Regions from separate parts of the Ovis canadensis genome. Here region 2 is linked to region 1. Evidence: chromatin contacts called from public Hi-C data. All regions are on one chromosome and are shown on one strand. The core of a region is the stretch at or near the end of the contact, and the rest is flanking DNA. Distances in the headings are between cores, read along the strand shown. Region 1 overlaps DCLK2 (doublecortin like kinase 2). Region 2 has its middle 33 kb from the start of TRNAQ-UUG.

Evidence for each region. A called contact is a pair of places that touch in the nucleus more often than the background predicts.
Region 2: a contact with region 1 is called in a Hi-C map of fibroblasts, with 7 times the contacts expected there. The contact joins two enhancer-like sites. A contact is called at or near these places in 2 of 2 Hi-C or Micro-C datasets (fibroblasts and lung).

Annotation. Positions count from the first base shown.
Region 1 is chr17:17,975,360-17,980,842 of ARS-UI_OviCan_v2, reverse strand. DCLK2 (doublecortin like kinase 2) reads left to right here. Exons shown (of 18, transcript XR_011249771.1): 12 at 46-179; 13 at 581-658. Among named protein-coding and RNA genes, the nearest start is that of TRNAS-GGA, 120 kb to the left of the region's middle. Within about 2 kb of position 2,447, the one cell type or tissue checked has open chromatin away from gene starts, as enhancers often do. A contact at or near this core is called in fibroblasts, where this site is marked.
Region 2 is chr17:18,224,660-18,230,142 of ARS-UI_OviCan_v2, reverse strand. No RefSeq gene overlaps it. Among named protein-coding and RNA genes, the nearest start is that of TRNAQ-UUG, 33 kb to the right of the region's middle. Within about 2 kb of position 3,287, the one cell type or tissue checked has open chromatin away from gene starts, as enhancers often do. A contact at or near this core is called in fibroblasts, where this site is marked.

The DNA.
Region 1 (5,483 bases), core at 1,198-3,697:
ACTGAGGGAAAAACACTTCTGAGCATTTGCTGGTTTCTGTTCCAGGTGTGCGAATATCCTGATGGGACCAAGTCTCTGAAACTGGGAGACTTCGGGCTGGCCACTGTGGTGGAAGGCCCGCTGTACACCGTCTGCGGCACCCCAACTTACGTGGCCCCCGAAATCATTGCTGAAACCGGGTATGCCTCCTGGGGGGTTGGATTAGTGCTTGAACTCTGGGAACAGGCATATATGCCACGACTGCTGCTGTGGATTTATGTGCCTCCCTGGAACACGGGGGGCGGGAGAGGCTGATCCCTGCACCGTGACTTTGATACCAGGAGCTCCAGCTTGTGCTTGTACTTCCAAGAGCCCTGGGCCTGGACCTCTGTCCCAAGGCCAGTCTTGGAATCCAGATAATGGCAAGCTTGGGAGAAGAGCAGACACCTTGTCCAAAGAGTAGTTCATTCATCTGCATGAAACGAGGGGTCTGGTACTAAAAGGCCTTTTCCCCTAACAAACGAAGGCACGTGCCCCAGTCCTGTGGCGGGTTCGTGGGAGTAGCGTCCTGTCTCTCCTCCCGCCCGCTCTGTTTCCCCAGCTATGGCCTGAAGGTGGACGTCTGGGCAGCTGGCGTGATCACGTACATACTGCTCTGTGGCTTCCCTCCCTTCCGAAGGTCAGTGGCTCTTCTAGTGACCATCTTTGAACTGTAAACTCTCTCCCTTTGATCAGGAAGCAGACATTCTACTCCTGGCAATCAGGACCGGAAACAGGTCAATAAAAATGTCGGTAAAAAAATTGTATAAACATACTGCTCACTTTTTAATCTTAATTTACAACCTATTAATGTACATTTCGCGTCCGCACTTTTGAGGCGGCCCAGCCCTCTGCTCTGTGCCTGGTCCCCTGGGTTTCCCACGGCCACTCCTCCGTAAATCTCACCCCGCAGTCCAGTGTCTGTGATTTCCATTCTGTCTTTTTCAAGAGGAGTGAGGTTTAAAGATGCTCGCCAAGCAGTCTGATCCTCCCAGGTAAGACTTTCTCTAGTTCTTAAGGGTTGTCTCTTCTACCTAATCTGACAGCTGTTTTTTAACAACTTACTTTGCAGAGCATTTGACCTGGTTCTTGTAGACTCAGGGAACTGGTTCTTTTTCAATTAATTTTGTCCATTTATATACTATTTGGTTAAGGAGCATTGCAAATACTTTTGGCATTAACAGGCCTGGGAAGGGCAGATTGACCCTTCATAACCATACACTCACCTGCTGGGAGGACAGATGGCCGCATACGGGGTCCGGGTGTGTGGTGGGGACCCCTCCAAGCAGTGTATGAACAGGGGCCATGTGGGGCTTCACCGTAGTGTCTCTCTTAACCAGTGCCGTCTCCCTCCGAAGCACACGAACACTTTGAAGCAGATGTTAATCTGATGATGCACGTCTGATGATTTTCCTCTGACTTTTCTTGAATGCTGTTTTCCTTTTGATCTTCTCTTATGGTCATTTTACAACTGTTTGTAGAGTAGCTATACGGTGGGCCAGGCATCGATCTACGTTCTGGGAATTGAGTGGGAAACAAAACCTATTCTGTAAGGCCATAGTGTTTATAGAGTGTAGTCAGTCAGTAAGTGAAAAAATAAATCTATTTCTTCCCTCTCTCCTCCCACATTTTATTATAAAACTTTTTATTATAGAAGCTTTATTATAAAAGCTTTTTATTATAGAAGCTTTATTATAAAAGCTTTTATTAAAGCTTTTTATTATAAAAGCTTTCCAACATACAGAAAAGTACAAAGATACGACATTTATCTTTTTAAAAAATAATCTATTTTTAGAATATATCGTTTAACACTGGGTCTTGGTTGTGGCATGTGGGGTCTAGTTCCCTGACCAGAGGTTAAACCTGGGCCCCCTGTATGAGGGGCGTGGAGTCTTGGCCACTGGACTACCAGGGAAGCCCCTAATGATCAGTTTTTAGTTGAGATGAATAGTTGGTTTTGGTTTGGTTTTGTTTTGCTTACATTAAATACACGAGTAACACAGATGTCAGTCTCTACTTTTGAAAGGCTTATTGGTTTGAAAACACAGCATGAGAATATTGATCAAGCAGAATAACTGAGCATGAGGTCATGCCAAGTTGAGGGCAGGCTCAGCTGAGCACTGGACGTCACAAAAGGTTTAATGAGATACGACATTGGAGCGGGACCTCATCCTCGTGGCATGGCTTGGGTTTCTTTCGGTGGAAGGCTCTTTCTGTCTGGCCATCCATCAACGTCTTGGTTTCCCACTGAGGTCATTGCCAAGGTGGGTTATTCAGACTGTAGGATATGACATCTGTTAGTTTTTACTGAAGGATAGATTTGTTCTAAAAGTAGGGGTATGAATCATTCTGGGGATCGACTGAGCCATTCATTCTCTTGCCCTGGGCTGGCTTAGTGGGAGCCTGAGGTCAGTGTGGCTCACTCACATGCCTGGTAGCGGCTCGGTGTCAGCTGGGACCGCAGGTCTGACTTAGCCACGTGCCCGCCAGCATCAGAGAGCTAGCGTGGGCTTCACGTGGTGGTGGTGCTGCCAGCTTCCTCAAAGCAGCAAGAGGGAGCAAGTTCCCTGCCCGAGTACTGTCCAGATCTCTGCTTGCTTCACATTTCTTGATTAATGTCCCATTGATCAAATGAAATCAAATAGCTAAGCCTGGGGTAAATGTAGGAGAATTTTGTGTTCATAGAAGGAGGGAAGTAATTTGGGGCTATTTTTATAGTCACATGGTGCCCTGTGGTTTCAACTGGTTTCAGTGATGACTTGCTTTGGGAACCAGTCAAGTGCAGAGGATAGTGCGGTTTGATAGCAGGTGACCCAAGGGCCCGGGGCTTCCCTGGTGACTCTGTAAAGAACTTGCCTGCCAATGCAGGAGATGCAGGTTCTATCCCTGGGTCAGGATTAGCCACTGGGGAAGGAAATGGCAACCCACTCCAGTATTCTTGCCTGGAGAATCCCATGGACAGGAGCCTGCCGGGCTGCAGTCCATAGCATCGCAGAGTCAGACACACCTGAGCGACCAACCACCACCGACAAATCCAAGGGCCGTTTACAGCAGTTTCCCTCCTTGGTTAACCCAAGCTGAGAGCAGTTGGAAAAAGGCATGGAGGAGCGGTTGTGGAGGACTGTGTGCTCACAACTCCCTCTAGTGTTTCCACTCGCCAGTGCAGCCTAGAAGGTTTTTTCTTTGACTTCCTTCTTACTGTTTAACAAAAGAGAGACTCGAATTAACAATGCGTATCTATTGTTACTTGTTACCTTGGTCTCTCTGTGGAATCTTCAGATCAGTCTGGCTAATCAGAAGCAGTAGAAGTACATTCTGAAAGCTGCTGCCTTAGAGGTTATATTCAGAAGCTGGTCCTATAACTCTAGATAGCTTACCTTTGAAAATGTTTTCCTCTCTCATATCATGTTGTGATGAAAGAGAATTTATTATGTTACATGGTAGTTGTGGACGCATCTTCATAGCATAGAGAGACATTCTGGGTAGATTTTATAACCTATAATATAAAATATTTACATATTTTATATATCATATATATATCAAACTATGGAAATGGTCCTTTAAATAATGATAAATGACTATGGTTTAAGATTAAGCAAATCTGCATAAATTTGCTTCTAAAATAAAAGTCTTTCCACAGATATCTCGAAATATTTTCATTGTTTTCTAAAAAAGATTAATTGAACCCAAAGCTTTTTAATTAAAATTGTTCCTTGGAATTGACAGTTTGAGCTTCTTTACCTCTAGCATTTCCCATTCTTTTTTCAGGATTTTCAGGCATTAGTTCTAGGCTGACATGTAACATTTCATTGTTACTGAGAAGAATGTTGCTTTTCCAGGGTTTAGGTATTGCCTAAGGAAGTCTGTTCTTAGGGCCACTGATAACAAATAATACTTGCCTGACGATCCTGAGATATTTGATGTTACCCTTAAACACATACCCCTACCCCCTTTAAGTGAAATGTTTTGCACATCATTTGTGAAATAGCTTACAACATTTTTCACCTTTAACACCTCTGCACTGGAAAGAGTGTGTACATAGAGTCTTTTGCTGTTTTCAGAGTTTTTCTTACTGGCACTTCCAGACTTACAGCACTATACTGTTTGAGAATTAAAAAGTGGCTCAGATGGTAAAGCTTCTGCCTGCAATGCAGGAGACCGGGTTCAATCTCTGGGTCGGGAAGATCCCCTGGAGAAGGAAATGGCAACCCACTCCAGTACTCTTGCCTGGAAAATCCCATGGATGGAGGAACCTGGTAGGCTACAGTCCATGGGGTTGCAAAGAGTCAGACACGACTGAGTGACTTCACTCACTGAAGCATCTCAGCCAGACTAGTGTATACATGTGTTAACCCACCCAGGGGAGATTTAATCAGAGGGACTTTTATTCTGTGATGACTGAGAAGGGTGCCTTCTCCACAGGTCTGCTCTCGTGAGGACCGCCGGAACACCAGGGCTTTCGCAGTTCACAGCACGGGTCCTCAGGGTGCTCCTCTAGTTGCCCAAATCCTGGGCTTGTGCTGTTGACTCAGGCTATTTTGCCAAGAACCTAAATCCTGCAGACACACACCCAATGTTTTAGCTGTTTGTTAACAAAATAAAGACCGTGTGTATCAACAGAAGCTATTTGAGATTCCAGAAGAAGACCACGAGGGAAATGCATGCCACCATAGAGAGGAATGGCTAAAAAGAACGGTTCTGGAAATGGGTGACTTGATATATCTTCTTCTAACATTGTCTCCTGGGGTCCTCTGGTTTTCTGAAAGTTTCTATAAAATCCCATTGTGTTTTCAGGCACATTCTTTATTCATTTTTAAGGAGAGATGAGCTGAATTAAGTCAGTAGAGAGGTGACAGTGAAAAGGAAGGAACATCAAACACCTGGAAAAGAACAGCCTGTGCTCACTCGAAGAGCATCAGTTTCTCGGGGAGCAGGGCTTGCAGCCACCACTCTGAGTGCTGCCTGACGTCACGAAGCACAAGTGTCGATTCCGCTCAGCTTGGTTTGATGTGATGAACGTTCACAGAGCTCACAGACTCTGCCCTTCTTCCTAGAACAGGAGTGAGGCAGCCACCTCGTCACACAGCCCCAGAGGCTGTCTCTGGACACTGCCCTGAATCACCTGTTTCTGGGAATGCCACGCTCACCATTGCAGAGCCTGGAGGGCTGGTAGTGTGGCCAGGCTCCTGTGCAGGAGGCTGGGCAGGGTCCCACGTGAGCACCCTGAGCAGCACGTGGGGCTGAAACATTGCATCCTTGCCAAGTGATCAGGGCTTCCCTAGTAGCTCAGTTAGTATAGAACTGCCTGCAATGCAGGAGACCCCGGTTCAATTCCTGAGTCGGGAAGATCTGCTGGAGAAGGAAGAGGCCACCCACTCTAGTACTGGGCTTCCCTGGTAGCTCAGATGGTAAAGCGTCTTCCTGCAATGCTAGAGACCTGGATTCAGTCCCTGGGTCTGGAAGAT
Region 2 (5,483 bases), core at 2,038-4,537, 250 kb before region 1:
GTTGAATCATTATTCTGTACATTTTAAACTTATATAAACCATTAGACCCAGGACCAATTGGGGATCAGAGGTGGGGTGCAATTCTTAAGAGTAAAAACAATCTTGCTAAATTGTTGTATCCCATTCAATTATAGCTCAATAAAACTGAATGAAAAAAAATAGAATGTACAGAAAGGGAAAAGATCCAGGGCTATTATTTTCAATTTTGAATTATTTGTAGTAAACAGCTTTATTTTTTCTCATAAGAAGAGCTTTCCCTTGATGCACATATGCAGTTCCTACTGGCCTTTTATAGGAGGCATGTGCCTGCGCTGAAGGAGACTTTTTCCGTATTAGCTCACGTATCATGAAGTACTCTTCTTTTTTTCCCCTACTGCTGCTGCTGCTAAGTCGCGTCAGTCGTGTCCGACTCTGTGCGACCCCATAGACGGCAGCCCACCAGGCTCCCCCGTCCCTGGGGTTCTCCAGGCAAGAACACTGGAGTGGGTTGCCATTTCCTTCCCCAATGCATGAAAGTGAAAAGTGAAAGGGAAGTCGCTCAGTCGTGTCCAACTCTTAGCGACCCCATGGACTGTAGCCTACCAGGCTCCTCCACCCATGGGATTTCCCAGGCAAGAGTACTGGAGTGGGGTACCATTGCCTTCTCCGCTTTTTTCCCCACATAACAGTATAAAAGCCACTCTTAGCTCTCAGGCAGTACCGAAACAGGTGGTAGGCAGGTTTGGCCCGTAGGCCTTGGTTTATCTTGGTTCCCCAATCAAAATGGTCTCTCTGCCTCCTCATGGCAGCCAGAGACGACTCTAAACAAGTCTGAACACACGTAAGTCCTCTTTCTCAAAATTTTCTGATGTCGCCTTTGCACTAACTAGACTGAAATACAAGGCTCTTCCACCAGGTGGCCCCAAACTTATTTTCTAAACTCACTTCTTACAAGCATTCTCCCCCGCACAATGTTTCCAGGCTCCAGACAGATTAAACCCCTGGCTATTCCCAAGCCTCAGATGCTCTCACGCCTCTCTGCCCTTACATCTGCTCCAGGTTAACCTAAGGCAGCTTGACCACGCTCGGCTCTTAGGTGCTCTTGGTAGACAATGACAGCCCCAGAAAATATGGGAAGCAGATCCGCTGCTCTCGCACAACTCAGCTACTTAGTTACAATGAAAGCGAGTCTCTGGTTAGATCCTTCCGCAACTCTAATTAGTAAGCAGGCATAAAACAGAGAAAGCATGCGTTTAACTTGAACTGCACTGAAGTGAGATCTTTGCCTACATTATCTTCCTTGAAAATTTCCCTGAGGCAATGAAATAATCCTGGTAGCCAGATTCAACTATCCGCTCAGATTCTGGCAACCAAGAATCAAAGGAATAAGCCATTAAACCCAGAACCGATTGGTGATCGGAGCTGGGGTACAATTCTTAAGAGTAAAAAAGATCTTGCTAAATTTCTATATTCTATTCATGCAAAGCAGGAATGTCTCCAAAGTACACTCATCAGTACACATACACTGAATGCCAGTAATCTGACCACTGAAGGAACATTTCTAATATCCTTTATGATAAATAAGAAGCCACTAATTTTATATATAGTAACTGAATAACTATATATATGTATATAGTTATATGTATATACTGTATGCATAGCATATGTATACATACATACAAATATGTATAGTGTATATGTAACTATATAATATATATTATAATAAATATATAACATTATATAATCCCATATATATGGGATTATTAAGTTACGATATATGACATTAGTGGCTACTGATTTAGCATAAAGGATATTATATGTTTCCTGTAGTGATGATCAGGGATAAAGAATATTGAAGGCTTGCAGTAGCTTCCTCTAGAGTACAGTCTCATGATTAAATGGCAGTGTATACACCCTGGATGTGTCCATAATCCAAACTACATCAGCTGAAGACTCCTTAAAGTGTAGCTTCAACTAATAAATACTACACACATAAAAGAAAATGGCATTCCCTCTTCCTGGAATATTCTTTTTTCTTTGCCTAGAGAAAGCCTATTCATACTTTAAAACTCAGTTAAAAGATTGCCTGTTATTGTAATTCCCACCAGCATACAGGCATTCCCTGTGGTGGTGTTAGTTTAATCATTTGGTAGATGAGGAAACTGAGGTTCAGGTGGCTAAGTGGTCAGCCCAGATTAGGATACAGAGCTAGGATTCAAACCCAGGATAATCGTGCCTAATCCTATGAGTAAACTTTTGGGGCCATGGTGGGAAAAAAACCTAATAAGTTAAATCCAACCCTACCTTAAGCATCTGTGCTATCTTTTGTGTGACCACATGCTTGAAGGTGATAGGTGGTTTCGACGCTAAGCCACATCTGAACTCTGTGACCCCATGGACTGTGACCCCATGCCAGGCTCCTCTGTCCATAGCATTTTCCAGGCAAGCATATTGGAATGGGTTGCAGTTTCCTTCTCCAGGGATCTTTCTGACCCAGGGACTGAACCCAGGTCTCCTGCATTGCAGGCAGATTCTTTACTGACTGAGGTACCAGGGAAGCCCTGAAGATGATTGAACTGGGATTAAAGAAAGTAGAGAATTCCGAGAAATGAAAGTATTGAAATACCTGGCTCAGAGATGTGATTTTATTGCACAGGTTTGAGATGACCTAGCACTGTTTTATGTGGGGTTTTTTTGGTCAGGTATATACCAAAGCCCAATAAAGTCCTTTCTCTGCAATAATCAAGATGCCTGGGTCTCTTACCACCTAAAATAAATGCATTTATGATATATACCAAGTAGCCTAGCATGTAATGTATGTGTGTCCAGTCGCTCAGTCGTGTCTGACTCTTTGCGACCACATGGACTGTAGCCCACCTGGCTCCTCTTTCCATGAAATTTCCAAGGCAATACTGGACTGAGTTGCCATTTCCTTCTCCAGGGTAACATGTAATGGGTGTCTGATAAATATGGAATAGTGAGCTACATGACTTAGCATTCATTTCACGGTCTAGCTCAATTCCAGGCTCCCAGACATAGGTTCTATCTAATACTCTCACAGAAACAATTTCTTTGATATACCTCTTCTCATATGGCTAAGGTAATGTGAAGATCTCCTTTTAGAATTCACTTTGTTTATTATTGAGCCCTCAAAGGCACCGAGGAACAATGTAATTTTCCCACACAAGGCATCTTTTAGGAGCAGATAACTCATACACATGGTTATTTAAATTCCTCAGACACACCCAGTGTAAGAGAGAGACAGTGTGAGAAACTCACAAATGTCTATTTAGTCATCTGGGAAAGATGACTCAAGGCAGCTATAAAATGTCAGTCTTTCCAGCCAGGATAGTAAAGCATAATCCAGCTTCCCCTATGGCAGGAGAAGCAGGGCATTGGTATTTAAAGTCAGTCTTTCCAGCTCACAGACACGTCCAGGGACATGTGAACTCAACAAAAGACAGCAGAGCTCCTTACACAGTGGCTTCTTTAAGGATTTGGTATTATCCTGGTAAGAGGCTCACCATAGAGGCATTTGATCAATACTACATAAAGACATGATATAGAGGTGGCTGTAGAACTTCTTGACGCTGCTGCTAACAGCAGTGATTGCCTCGTTGGCCTTATGGTCTACAGATGACCCAGGTTTCAATCTGTAAGCACTTGAGAATTCAATGTCCTCTCACACTTTGTGTCTTAGCACTGCTCTAACTCGTCTGGAGAGCAGAGTAATAAGAAACAGCCTATGTTCCTCACTATGTATCATCTTTGACTCAGTGAGAAACCAATAGTAACTTGAGATGATGGATGATGCCCTCCTACCAGAAGTGTGATAACACAGAGGGTCTTTGCTGAGTATGTGACAAAGTGCCAATTTTGGAAGGGAAGGGGGTAAACATTAGAAACTAAATAATTCTGGGTATTTGAAAGATTTTTTTTTTTCTTTTGAGAAAGAGTCTTATGGGTTTTTCATGTCCTTTCTTGAGTAGGAACAAGACTTTTACAGTTGCCTGAGAAGCGTATTTCCTTTCACCTCTTTACTGAAAGGAAAACTTTCTGAGTTCATCTTCAGATGATATTCATCCTTGTTTATTTCACAAACAAAATTAGAATTATTAGAATTCTTGAATCTGAAATCTGATTTTAAAACACATACATAGAATATCCCAGGTACAACAGAAATTTCTGGTATTTAACTCCAAAACACTTGTTGAATACTTTGTTTCGCTTTGGTGGCCTTGTTGATAAGCTATAAATGTTAGGTTTGCAAAGACCTCTACCTCAGGAAGTACAAATGACAAAATTTGTTGAGAGCAGCCTCTACTTAGGGGCGCTTCTTAAGTGCCTTATTCAAATGATCTTGGTTCCTGTGACTCTGGTATAGAATAACTGATACAGCTCCCAGGCTCATGAACCTGGATGGGAGACATGCCCGTGTGTGGAGGATCTTATCTTGACTTGACACCGAACTTTTCTGTGCTTCAGTTTCTCCCCGTATAAAAACGGAGGTAATAGTGGCACTGCTGCCGCTGCTGCTGTACCGTCCCTGTAAAATGCTTCGAACAATTCCTGGCTCATAGTAAATGCTCAATAAACAATGGCTGTTAAATTTTTTTCTGACCTTCAAGTGAGGTGAGGGAATAGTTCACCAAAAGTGATCTTACTGGATCCCTCTACTTCTTTTTTAAATTTCTCATTCCTGTGCAGTATACTGACATCTTCATGCCATTTAAGAAATTCTCAGAACTAGGAAGCACTAGAAAGATAATGCGGTTTACAAAATGAAACAGTGATATCTTAACCAGTTCAATCATTGGACTGACTGATGGTATTGAAAAGCCGTGTCTCCGCTTATCTCAGGGGGTTATTTTGACAGCTCTGTTCTATAATTTAAGTGAAGCACGAGTGGGGATGGACTGTGGTGTGCCTTGAAATTTGCACATGCAGATTGCCAAGGGCAGAGTGTATCTCCGTTACTGGTTCTCTATTTGGTTTACTTCTGGGGAAAAATGGAAATTTCTAGGCTACAAAACAGAGAAAATAAGCCAATTAACATCAAAATCTTCAATATGCTCACTAGATAGTCTTTCACATTTTTCAAAAGTAACACATATTTAGTGTGGAATTTAATTTTTTTTTCTATATCAAAAGGAAAATAAAATTATTTTGATTCAATCACACAGAGATAATCACTATTATCAATCATATATTGATATGCATAATTCCAGTCTTCATACCCCACCATGTGTTCATACAAATATAAGTAAAATTTGGATTATTCATGACATCCCATTTGAAAATATACTCTTTTTACTTAACACATCGTGAGTCTTTTCCCATTCAAACAGAGTGTCATACATAGAAAAATCTTCTGGGAAAGAAATAAGTGGAGATCCTAGCAAACAGGCCATAGGTGTGGGGATCTTCTCACAGGACTGGAAGGAATGGTCAGAAGAAGGCAGGATGCTGTCCAAGACAGACAGAGATATGGACTAGGGTTGCAA